Linked DNA regions of Mus musculus: region 2 is linked to region 1. The links are chromatin contacts, called in public Hi-C maps. All regions are on one chromosome and are shown on one strand. The core of a region is the stretch at or near the end of the contact, and the rest is flanking DNA. Distances in the headings are between cores, read along the strand shown.

Evidence for each region. Hi-C and Micro-C count contacts between places; a contact is called where the count stands out from the background.
Region 2: a contact with region 1 is called in a Hi-C map of bone marrow-derived macrophages, with 45 read pairs. The contact joins two enhancer-like sites. A contact is called at or near these places in 18 of 484 Hi-C or Micro-C datasets (B cells, the BV-2 cell line, CD8 T cells and 12 more), 13 of 115 datasets of contacts at active chromatin or transcription factors (the 230-238 cell line, CD8 T cells, the HPC-7 cell line and 8 more) and 4 of 9 other capture datasets (adipose tissue, bone marrow-derived macrophages, liver and 1 more).

What each region holds. Positions count from the first base shown.
Region 1 is chr14:75,175,028-75,181,193 of GRCm38.p6, forward strand. Lcp1 (lymphocyte cytosolic protein 1) reads left to right here. Exons shown (of 17, transcript NM_008879.4): 2 at 1,788-1,906. Among named protein-coding and RNA genes, the nearest start is that of Gm15628, 41 kb to the left of the region's middle. Within about 2 kb of position 3,999, at least 161 of the 459 cell types and tissues checked have an H3K27ac peak or open chromatin away from gene starts, as enhancers often do. A contact at or near this core is called in the BV-2 cell line, bone marrow-derived macrophages, conventional type 1 dendritic cells and 1 more, where this site is marked.
Region 2 is chr14:75,042,676-75,048,589 of GRCm38.p6, forward strand. Rubcnl (RUN and cysteine rich domain containing beclin 1 interacting protein like) reads left to right here. Exons shown (of 14, transcript NM_198642.2): 9 at 1,734-1,798; 10 at 4,737-4,975; 11 at 5,523-5,584. Among named protein-coding and RNA genes, the nearest start is that of Rubcnl, 30 kb to the left of the region's middle. Within about 2 kb of position 2,741, at least 73 of the 459 cell types and tissues checked have an H3K27ac peak or open chromatin away from gene starts, as enhancers often do. A contact at or near this core is called in the BV-2 cell line, bone marrow-derived macrophages, conventional type 1 dendritic cells and 1 more, where this site is marked.

The DNA.
Region 1 (6,166 bases), core at 2,749-5,248:
GCTGGAATGTGGTGAGTTTTACTTCTGCTCTCCACTAATCTGTGCCTGCATCCCACCATGCCGGTGTCTCAGCCCTCCCCGACGTTTCATTTCATGTCTCCCTGCACCAGTCTTGCTCCTCCCTGAGAGCAATGCTTCTGCTTCACTTCTGTCTCAGTCTCCAGCGTGGGCAGACACTCACACACGAGAGGAACCGACACACGAGTGGTTTTCTCTCTTTCTTTTATAGATTCCTTGGGTCTCCTGTGATCAGGCCCAAGCACCTACAGAATGCTCCTGCTCTCTGTCCCCCAGGTAATCAAATATAGATTGGTTCCTTTTCATGAGGCACGGCTGTTGGGTCTTTGCTCCATTCTGAAACCACAAGAGTGCAGAAGCAGACAGGCAGATGCACAGTCAGCACTCACTCTTTCCCCTGAAGAAGGCTATGCAGGCCATCTGTGGAGCTCTTCTCTAGAACCCTGAGTGGGGGCTATTCCCAAAAGTGGAGGCTAACAGCATTTAACTGCTGTATCATGCAGCCAATCTTATATGAACAATGCCTAGATGCTTCTCTGTACAAAGTCAAGGGCCCCTGAGTTCCCTCTGCCAGTTACTAACTGGGATTCTACTCACCACGTCACTCTTACCAGGGACATCTGAAGACAGCCGTCAGTTCTTACTAGAACCATTCCTAGAATGTTCTTTAGGACCAGATCTAGAGAAGACCGAACCTTCTCCATGTCTTCCCGTGCTCTAGCAGACCCTCTTTCTCAATAGGAGCCCTGTGGGTTTCTGAGTAAAAAGTTGCCTTATCAAGCAGATGAAGGAGATACACTCGGTGGCCTTATCTCAGCATTAGAAGTTAAGACGGAGAACTTTGTAAGGAAACCAGAAAAGCCAAGGAAGTCTAAAGAACAGCGGAGTCAGTGGGACCATGCTCAGCTTGGCAGCAGCCCTGGCTCTTACAAAAACACAGATACCTGTAGAATGAGCAGGCATCCTCACCGACTGAGCCTGGGGGCCTAGCTGTAGCATGCAGCCCCAAGGCTAAATGACAGCATCTCCGTTATTGTTGGGAGCGTGAGGACTCCAGGAAATGGGTGGATGACTGTTGTCTGAAGGGATCCAGCCTGTTGGAAGGACTGACCGCTTCCTGAAGGATTCACTACTCTTCTTTACAGGAAATGTTTAAATAATTGAACTCTCTAATTGGGTTAAAGAGATCCTGAACACGTGGGTGTTCTATAAGTAAAGGAATGAGTAAATAATATAGTAACCTTTCTCTATGGGCCCTGTGCTTAGAGAGATCGTTTTGTTTCGTTTATACAGATATGATCATCATTGAGAGAGTGGGAGAGGGATTGGTTTCAAATGGGGTGAGAGAGAGAGGGAGGTGGGATAGGCATGTTCGCCCATGAAAATCCCTTACAGTTTGTACATCACACCTCTTCCTTTGTTGTTTCACTGGAGATGAAGAATTTGTTTTTTCCCAGATGAAAGTATGTAGGCTCCTGGGTTTTGCTTTAAGCAACTAGAGTCAGACAAAAGAGTTCAGCCAGGAAGCTGACCTTCGCTCCCTATCTGTGATCAGAAGGGCTTAAGTAGCCCAGGGCCTGCAGAGAGAGACCCAGGGTGGGAAGCAGAATGCTCCTAGAGAGGAGGAAGTGGAAGGTGGCTTCTAGATTTCACTGTGACCTGTTGTCAGGTGATTTTCAGGGGGAGGAGACATTAAAAAAAATGTTGAGTAAAATGTCCTTATAAAGACAAAATCTATTTCTTTCCTGCCTGGTGATTTGCCACTGCAGTTACTTCCTGCCTTGTGACCACACAGCCCTGCTTGACAAGGCTGCTCTGTAGATCTGAAGGACTGGGGTTTCTGACCACACAGCAGTGCTGCTGACACAGAGGACAGTTTCTCTACCAGGTAAACGTGTTTCTCGTCCCTTTGCTCGCTGGAAGTGTTTGGGACCTGGCTGGGGCTCTGCTGCTGGGTGCTGTGGGTTTTGTCTAGAAGGGGCTAAGCACCTGTCTTCTCAGCCCTGTGTGTCTTGCCTCCCTCTAACAGAGACCAGCAGCCACCTGGGGTGGCTGGGGGTGTGGGGGGTGTGGTGGGGGGAAATATGGGGGGGGAGTTTTTTGGCTTAGTTCTTGCCAAGTTCTCTGCATTTATCATCCCCCACCCCAAAACCTGAGTTACTTTTCCCCATCTTTAAAGCCAAGCCATGTTTTGATACCTGTCAGTTGGACTATTTTAGGAAGGCTATTTACTCTCATTTGGTCAACTTTAAGATGTTTTCGGGAAAGAGCGTATTGATCATTTAGACTGTGCTGCTAGTAATTCTAATGGAGGTGGTTTAATTTTAGCTTCTGTGGTTGTTTTTCCTTTTTTTTTTAAATCTTCCTTAGAGTCAGTTGGTGGATATGTTAACATCTTAGGTCGTATGTTACCAAGGGTGGCCTGGCAGTGTGAGTGATTTTTGACAATGAGGTTTTTAATGCCCATGTTTTCTGACTACACAAAATATGAGAGGTCTTCTCCATTCAGTCTCCAAAAAACAAGAGCAATTGTGTTGCTGGCTTCTGCTACTTCTTGTAGGGCTGTCTGGATTATTTGTTAAGGCTGAAGGCCATGCAAATGAATGTCTCTACATTTTGGAGGAAAGGTCCTGTCTACACAGGGAATTCTTTTAAGCGACTGAAGCATATAGCCTCGAAGTATTGTACCATCTCTCAGCTTGTATTCATTTAGAACTGTCAGTCAAGCCCAGGACTGATGTTACATATACACTGTCCTGCACACATGGTGAAAACCTGTGTTTCTAACTGTTGGAAACCACTCTAGCAGGACAACTTAAAACCAAAATCAGAAGCAAGACAAACAAACAAACAAACAACAACAACAACAAAAAACCAAAACAAGAAAAAGAAAAAAAAAGTGATGACTTGTCAACACACACCTTGAGGTCAAATTTACCAAGAATTTACTGTAATTGGCTTCTATTAAATGAACTTTTTAAAAAAGGATGTCTGCATAGCTAAATTTAAATGGAATTCACCACTTTTTTCTATGAAGAGTGAATTTCTGGAAGTTTTGGTGTCTGGCCATTAATCTTTCTTTACTTGCAGTACTCATCTGCCTGGCTGGTTTCAAGGCAAAAAGTAAAACTAACCCAAAAAACAGTGGGGTCTCCGGAGGAGAGGCTTAAGGTCCAGAAAATACTAGGGGGAAAAAAAACGTACTCCAAAGATTTTCATCAGAGATAGTAATAAGAATGTAATTTAAAAAAAAATGCTGTGAAGGCTTGTCAACATTTCCCCCTTACATTTGGGAAGGAATAACACTGAATATGGCAGAGTTAGTGCCAACCACGTTTGGCTTGCTGAAGCATCCACCTGCCATGCCTGCCTACAGAGCACAGCGTCTTACTCATGGTAGCAGCACGAGGGAGGGAGGGCTCTTCCGGACCTCAGGTTCTACGGTGGCAGTTTGCAGTGGTCTCTGATGACATTTCGTTAGCAGTCCCTGTCTGGCAGGAGTGTTTTAAACTTCGTCTCCTTTGTATGTTGTACCTTGCAACAGTCAGGACTGTTAGATTAAAAAGGATCCCAGTGTTTTAACCTGATTGATACTTCTACCTCAGAACCGTTTGGAGAAGGGTGGCCCGCGCGTGTGTTTAAACTAGAACAGGAAGGGGACCTGTGCAGGGCCTCAGAGATGCGCATGCTCAGGCCGCTCAAATGTAGAACCCTGTACTGTATCGACCTGGGGGGCGGAGGGGGGGGGCGGAGTGGTAAGAAGGAAAATGTTAGTGTGTATTCTGGCTGTGCACGTCCAACTCTTTTTTTTTAGAATGTTTCATCTGAACTTAATCGAGTTTGTGGATATGGAATGTGTAAAGCTGGAGAGCCGACTGCCACCAATGCGGTTACTTTTAAGTGCTTAGTTTGTGTAACCACATGACTTCCTGGAATCCTCTCCAGTGCCTTGAGCTATCGGGAGTGAGCTGAAGTTACCTAAGGTCCAAGGGCACAAGGGTCAGGGTGGGGCAGGAGTTGGTCTGGATTTCGGGTGCCCCGGGACTGTGCTGGCTGCAGGGTCCGCCTTCCGTGGAGCATGCTGGGAGAAGCTATCATCCTGGAGACACATCGAAAAGCCTAATGTGTGTGTGTGTGTGTGTGTGTGTGTGTGTGTGTGAAGGAGAAGAGAGAGAGCAGAGACAGAGAGAGTGTGTGTGTACAGGTGTTCAAGACAGAGAAAGGAAAAAAATCGCCAGACACCCCAAAGGAGTTTGATATTCATAAATAGGTTCCTTGGCACATTTCATGTAACGGTGGGATGATTCATTAACAGTTTTGCTAAGAATTTTTGGTGCCTTCACGCATTTGCCTCAGCCCACTTCCTCAGCCTTCTTTCATGCCACTTCCTTCTTGTTGAACCTCTCCCCTCCCCCTCCCACGTCTTACCAACCCACGTTCTGGTTCTGGGCGCCGCGCTAGACCGCAAGCCACCAGAAAGTTCCATGCTGTTTCACTCTTTCTCGCTGTTTCTTCAATGATCTTCCCCCTGAATTGTCTGACTTTTCAAGGGCCTCTTGGAAAGGCAGGTCCTCAGCTTGCTTCCTCCACTGACTGAAGTTTGCCTAAGGCTTTGCCTTCAGGTCAGCGTTGCATCTTCTTAATATTTTCCCCCCTGTCCTGTCGCACATATAGAGCGGAGTTCCCTCTCTCCGCCGGCGCACAGGGCTGCTGAAGATATTGACTGGAATGAATAGTTGTCACTTTTTTTTTTTTTTTTAATGAATTCGTTACATAACAGGAAGGCCTCCGATTTCACTTCCTACTTTCATGCTCCCTGAGTCCTTGTGGCGACTGCTCTGAGGGGACACGTGGCAGTCATTGTCCTCAGAGCTTGCTCCCCTCCTTTTCCAAGGCTCCAGTCTTCATTTGAGCCTCACAGCGCCAAATGGACAACGGCTTCGGGAAATATAAGAAATGATACGGTAACTGTAGACTTCAGAAATAAATGACACCAGTCCATCATTGTATTTTAAATGCAGTTACAGGCATACTACCCAGCAATCCTTACATAAGCTGAATTCCCCAGATAGGCCTTTGTTTATGAAGTGAACGCAAGTACACATGTTAGGAACATTACTTAATCACTCTGTATTCTTAGAAAATTCTCAAGTCGCCTTTTCCTTTTTTTTTTTTTTTTTTCACCTGAGGACTGCAGGCCCCTCTGCACATATAGGGGATGTACCAATCAAATCTCAAAATAAAGCTAAATCAGAAAATTAAGAGATTTCCTCATTTAGCTCATGTTTGAGAAGAGCTGAAAAGCTTTATAAAGTCATTGGACTTTATGACTAATGGTAGATGTTATAGCAGGATGATACTGTTTAGATTAATGTAAATTTTCTCCCCGGGAATTTTTTTTGATAGGGGGGTGGAGGGGGGGTGTTTCCCACTTCACAGATACCCAGTGAAATAAGATGACTCAGTTCGTGTACTGAGCAACGCAAAAATAAAAGTCGAATTTAGAGTCCATCAAAATATATAACTGATTTGTCAGCCGACTCTGCTAGCTGCAAGGGTTCCTGTTTTGCTAGATGACAGTGCACTTCTAACATCAAAACACTGAAGGTTTTCTGAAGTGCTGAGACACTGCCTCCTGACCAGGTCTCCATCACCTAGGGGAATCTTGCTCTAGCTGTTGAAGTGGAGGTGCTCCCAGACAGACAGACGGACGGACGGCATCTCCTGCTGTTTTCCTCAGCTTCCTTCTGACTCAGCTTCCGGTCTTCACCACTCACTCTTCCTGTTGTTTTCTGTGTGTCAATTTCCATCATTGCATTCGTCTTCCCATCAGTTTCACAATGGCCCCATCTCGTAAGATATTGCAAGCCCCATTGGGGGAGGGGCGGTGAGGAAGAATTTCAGTTATCACCCTAATAATAACAACAGCTAATGCACCCACCCTCTCTTGGAATTGAGCTTTTCGCAATCCCACCAGGTGAATACTGGCATATTTGACAACAGGTTTATTCACTCGTGTATGTGATTTTTTTTTTTAAATTTTCGAAGACTGAATGAGTGCTCTATCAATGGTTGGAATCCAGAGAAAGCCCTAGAACAAACAACAAACTATAGTGTGTGCGTGTCTAACATCTGAAGTAGAGCTTAG
Region 2 (5,914 bases), core at 1,491-3,990, 130 kb before region 1:
TCAAGTTAAAAATGTAACTCTGTGTCTTAGGGTTTGTATTCCTGCACAAACATCATGACCAAGAAGCAAGTTGGGGAGGAAAGGGTTTATTCAGCTTACACTTCCACATTGCTCTTCATCACGAAAGGAAGTCAGGACAGAAACTTACACAGGGCAGGAACTTGGAAGCAGGAGCTGGTGCAGAAGCCATGGAGGGGTGGTGCTTACTGGCTTGCTTCCCCTGCCTTGCTCAGCTTACTTTCTTCTAGAACCCAGGACTACCAGCCCAGAGATGGCACCACCCACCATGGGTTGGGCCCTCTCCGCTTGATCAGTAATTGAGAAAATGCCTTACAGCTGGATCTCATGGAGGCAGTTCCTCAAGGAAGGTTCCTTTCTCTGGGATAGCTCCAACTTGTGTCAAGTTGACACACAAAACCAGCCAGTACACTCTGCCTCCTCAGTTATGAGCATTACATAGCACTGGTAGATTAAAAAGGCCTAAGAGGATTTTTAAGTGGCTAATACTGAAACAGAAATCAAATGCAACAATTTAAAAACGATGAGACCACTCTAATTCTATTTTCCAAACCAGTTAGTGTGCAATAAAAATAAGTGCGATGCATAAAAGTTTTAAAAGAAGAATTTACTTTCAAGGAGATTAACTGTCATTGAGAAATGTTAACAGGATGCAAATATAATCTTTATTCTATGAAGCCATAGAAGCTGGGAGACAGCTAAAATTCCGTAAGAGAGAACTAAACTTCTACAGTGTGTGTGTATGGGGCCACACTTATCGCATGTGCATAATAGTTTGTTGGCAATTTGTTCTGAGGATGTGTAATGGATTACAAGTAGAGATTATAGGCAACATAGTTTAACTATCTGCAGTCTTTCTATTCTCTTGGTCTCTCATGCAAACTTGAGGGTTATGAAGCCATGCTCCCCATGCTCCCCGTGCTCCCGTGCTCCCCGTGCTCCCCGTGCTCCCTGTGCTCCACGGAGGTCTCTTACTTATCTTTATCTGGTGTCTTTGCTCTCTGGCTTAGCTGATGCCAGGAAGGATGTTGTGACTGCTTGGGCAGAATTTGTCCTCTATAGACACTGAGCCATGCTAGTCTCGTTGTATAGGATATCTTTTCCCTCCTTTCCCAGAATCCTCTGTAAGACATGGGCAGAGATCTCACATGTTTTTTTTGTTTGTTTGTTTTTTTTTTTTTTTAAACCTTGGCAATTTTTGTTGACCTTGAGATAAAAATGCAAATTTACCACTTTACCCATAACTCTAGGTCCCCGTTGAAATCAGGACACAGCTGTTTCCAGAGCACTCCTCTTCAAGAGGACTTTATAACTTTGTCACATCGCCTTATTCTAATGTTTTTATTACATCTATTCACGTGTGTCCTTTCCAAGCATGTTAGACTGTTGTCTCCTCGGCTGTCTTGTGTACCCTGGTTTCTGTGCCAGGTAGTGGGAAGCCCCAAGGATTCTATAATAGAAGAGTTATATGTGATACTGACTTCTAATTTGGGCACAATTGAGATGTTTAAAGAATCCTAGCTTTAGAAGGCCAACAGATTCCAACCAGAAAAACATATTGGATAAGTATAAACTTTTCTTAAAATGAAAAGATGACAAAATTAAAGCCCCTAAACTGAGAAACGGACCACGATGTCCACTGCTTTTCCATCAGTGAAAAACGCTGTACTGACCAGCTCTGAAAACGTGTAACAGTTGCCATTTTCTGTCCTCAGGAGGGACATAGCAGTGGTGGCCCAGAACTTCTTCTGTGCTGGATGTGGGACTCCAATACAGCCCAGTAAGTACAGGTCCTGCGCTGTTTGCTTGTTCCATGATAACAGTGAGGATCTGCAGGGCTGGACTATGTGTTGCTTTAGAGTGAGACTGACTTCTTGGTGTGAGCGTGTTGTGAAGGAGTCGTGGAGGTGGCCCTGTCTTTTGCTAGGAGGAGACTGTGACCTACAAAGCTGCATGACTAGCCAGGTACAAGGAGGGCCAGCATCCTGGCTGCTCCTCAATTGGGCACTCAGACAACCCAGCCGTACCTGTCTTAGGGGGTTGAAACTATTGTTTCCTCTTCCCAGAATGAACCCCTCACCCCCATAGACTTCCTTCCCCATGACTCTTGGTTTTCTTCATATCTTTATGCTCTTTTTCTACCCACTCCACTCCCCCTCTCCTTTTCCTGGGATCTTCCATGGTTGCCTTGTGGATCGTGTGGTCGCAGACAGTCGCGTGTGTGCTTCATAGGATCTTCCTCTGCAATGCTTATTCAGCATTTATCTGTCTCCATCACCAAACCATAAATTCCAGGAAGGCAGAAGCCTTGTTGCTTTTGCTCATTGTTCATCTCCAGCCTCTATAGCTATGCTTGCTTATAAGACGGTCCTCTAGGCATACCTGCAGAGTAATCAAATGGCTCCTGGCAAGACTTCTCTGAGAGCTGAGGATATGGTAACTCATTTATGGGATGGCCAAGGTCCTGCAAACTAGTCTTCCCCAAGTGACACCATGCAAGACTTTCAGCACAACCTGGGGATTGCTTGTTCTCCAGAGAAGATGTCTGTTTCAAGACATTAAAATTGAAAGCAGAACCAGCCAGGGCTTCCTCTATCTCACTACACGTTAATGACAATCACAGTGTGTCCTCTTTAAATGACTCATTTTCCCAGCTAGCCTAGCAAGAGGCGGGTCTGTGAGTTGATCTGTACACCCTAATGCCACACCAAATGCCAAATGCATGAGTCAGAAACCACATAGACGCGAGACTCCATCAATCCGTTTAAGTACCTTCCTGAGTCCATTCTTTCCTGCCAGAACGGCAGGGGATCTTGCAGGTCCTGCCCCCATGGGATCTGCTTCCATTTTTGTCTGTCCTCGTGGTCTAAGGAAGAAGGATGGGCATGATTTATTCTGTACTGATGATAGCACAGTGGGCATTTGATGAAGTTTGGTGAATGAGTGAGTGGATCCTGAGATGGTAGAGACTTTGAGGCTGGGAAAGGTGAGTTATATCAGTGTCTTAGTTAAGGTTTTACTGCTATGAACAGACACCATGACTAAGGCAACTCCTATAGGCACAACATTTAATTGGATCTGGCTTACAGATTCAGAGGTTCAGTCCATTATCATCAAGGCAGGAAGCATGGCAGCTTCCAGGCAGTCATAGTGCAGGAGAAGCTGATATAGTTCTACATCTTCATCTGAAGGCTGCTAGTGGAAGACTCGCTTCCAGGCAGCTAGGATGGGGGTCTTAAAGCCCACGCCCACAGTGACACACCTACTCCAACAGGGCTATATCTTCTAATAATGCTGCTCCCTGGCCGAGCATATACAAACCATCACAAATGGCATGCTCAGTATTATACTTTTTGATCCTTTAGTCTGTTGGTGATTTGACTGTACACGCAGATTATACCTCTACACGCAGGATAATCCATTAGGCAGAGACACCTTCTCCTTCATCACCCGAAGGAGTGGGATATGCTGGCTACACTAGATTCAAACTGAGCTCGCCTGCTCTCTGCCTGTGTGTCCAGCTCTCTGCCTGTGTGTCCAGCTCTCTGCCTGTGTGTCCCCACTATGATGCTTCACCTCGCTGACCTGTTTTCCTCAATGAAAGAGGGAAATATAAGTTCCTAAGTCATGGAATTAGAAGCTTAGAATAACATACATTAACCATTCACCAGATTGGGAAACAGACTAAGTGCCCAGTGAAGACTTAGTCCTGTCTACTCTTCAAGGCATTAGTTGGAAAAATGTTATCTGTATCTACAGTGTGCCAGGGAATGGAGTTGCCGCCTTCCCACACAGGTCCTTCAGGTCCTGCCAGGCACTAATGCTGAGGGATGGTTGCACAGGAGATTTTAGCTGGGTTGTTTTTCTTCGTAGACCAGATAATACACAGTATTACCACCTTCATCCCTACATCTTTTGTCCATCAGAATATTTTATTAGAGAAACCTCAGAAGCACCATGTGTTAATTTCCCCATGCTACAGAGATGTGTATCATTAGCTCTTTGGGGGTCTAGGGTCTAGGTTTCTCTCTCTCTCTCTCTCTCATTCTCTCTCTCTCTCTCTCTCTCCCAGGTATTGTTTCCTTTCTCTCTTTGGTGTATATGTGTATGTATACACACATATACATACATATATAGTATGTACATATACACACATGTATGTGTGTATGTGTGTATGCATGTATGTGTGTGTGTGTATGTATGTATGTATGTATGTATGTATGCATGTGTGTGTGTATGTATGTATAACCTCTTTTGTAAGCTACATCCTGACACTGTGCATGCACTGCTTTAGAATATGCTCTTCCTATGTGGGCCATTTCCTGCACCCAGTTGTGTGCTGCATTTTATTAGCCTGAGATTCTGAGTTGTTGCTGGAGTTCCTGTGAGTAGCAGGTAGCATCTTCAAAGCCAACTAGATTCCCAGGCCCTACATGGAATGGTCTTAGAGGCTGCACTGAAGTTTGTGGTGCCCGTCTTTGACGTCCAAGAGCATTAGGGAGGATTCTGTTTCTCTGGGATCTGGCTTACTGTGGCGAACCACAAATGGCCACAGGTGACATCCTCAAGTCAATGCCAGAGCTGCGCTGCCTGGCAGTTGAATCTGGCTTGAGCACGGTGGACATTCATCAGACTCTGAACCTTGCATAGGAATGGGGAGGTGGCCTAGGGCAGATCTTAGCATCATGAATATGGTGTTACCCTCCTGCCCTCTGCAGAGTTTGTGAAGAGGCTCCGGTACTGTGAGTATCTCGGGAAGTACTTCTGTGCCAGCTGCCACTCATCTGCAGAGTCTTGTATCCCTGCGCGGATCCTGACGATGTGGGACTTCAGGAAGTACCAAGTCAGCGATTTCTCTAAATGGCTCTTGGACAGCGTATGGCATCAACCTGTCTTCAAACTGTTAGGTGGCCATCACAGCCTCTATGCAAAAGCTAAGGAACTGGATAGGGTGAAGGTGAGCTGAGGCCTCCATGGAGGAAGTAGGTCCAGGAGGTTAGATGTCCCATGGTAGGAAATGCATGCCACTCTGGCTTCAGGCTGTCCCCAGACCCTTCACAAGGCAGATAGACTGAGGGGTGAATGATCCCAGGGCCTCTCGCCTGTGGAGCCCAAGGCCCAACTAAACTGTGCCTGTTCAGGACTCAAGTATCAAATAATTCAGCTATGAGTCCTTGCTGAAGGGGCTGTTTTCTTGGAAGTTGGGTTGCTTGCCAACACAGTATTTCAAATATCATTTAAAAAAAGATTTGTTTATTTAATGTATATGAGTGCTCTATCTTCATGTACACCTGCATACCAGAAGAGGGCGTCGGATTACATTTATGGTAGTGAGCCACCCTGTGGTTGCTGGGAATTGATCTCAGGTCCTCTGGAAGAGCAGCCACTGCTCTTAACCTCTGAGCAATCTCTCTCTAGCCCCTGTTTCGAATAACTTTAAGGTTTGTTGTACACACTGTCAGTGGCCAGGCATCTCATTCCCAATGGTTGGCTTCTTGCTTTAGGACCTTCAGGAGCAACTTTTTCATATCAAGAAGCTATTGAAGACTTGCAGGTTTGCTGACAGGTATGATTTCCAGGGGGAATGCTCTGTGCTCCTGCCTGGCATATTCTTCCTGATCTTGGTTCCTCCAGTATCTCTGGCTTCTTAGAACCTTTTATTCTTGACCCCCAACACTGAAAGGAACAAAGGTGAGCTAATAAGAGGGATTGGACAAGATAAAAGTCTACCTCTGCCAGTGGCTACAGTATAGATACAATGTAAATATAGTAAATATGATACCTCTGCCAGTGGCTACAGTATGGATACAATGCAAATGTAGTAAATACAATAGATTGTGATGAACACGCACAACAAGGTTGTCTTCTCCCACCCACTACAAGCTCATGGACATAG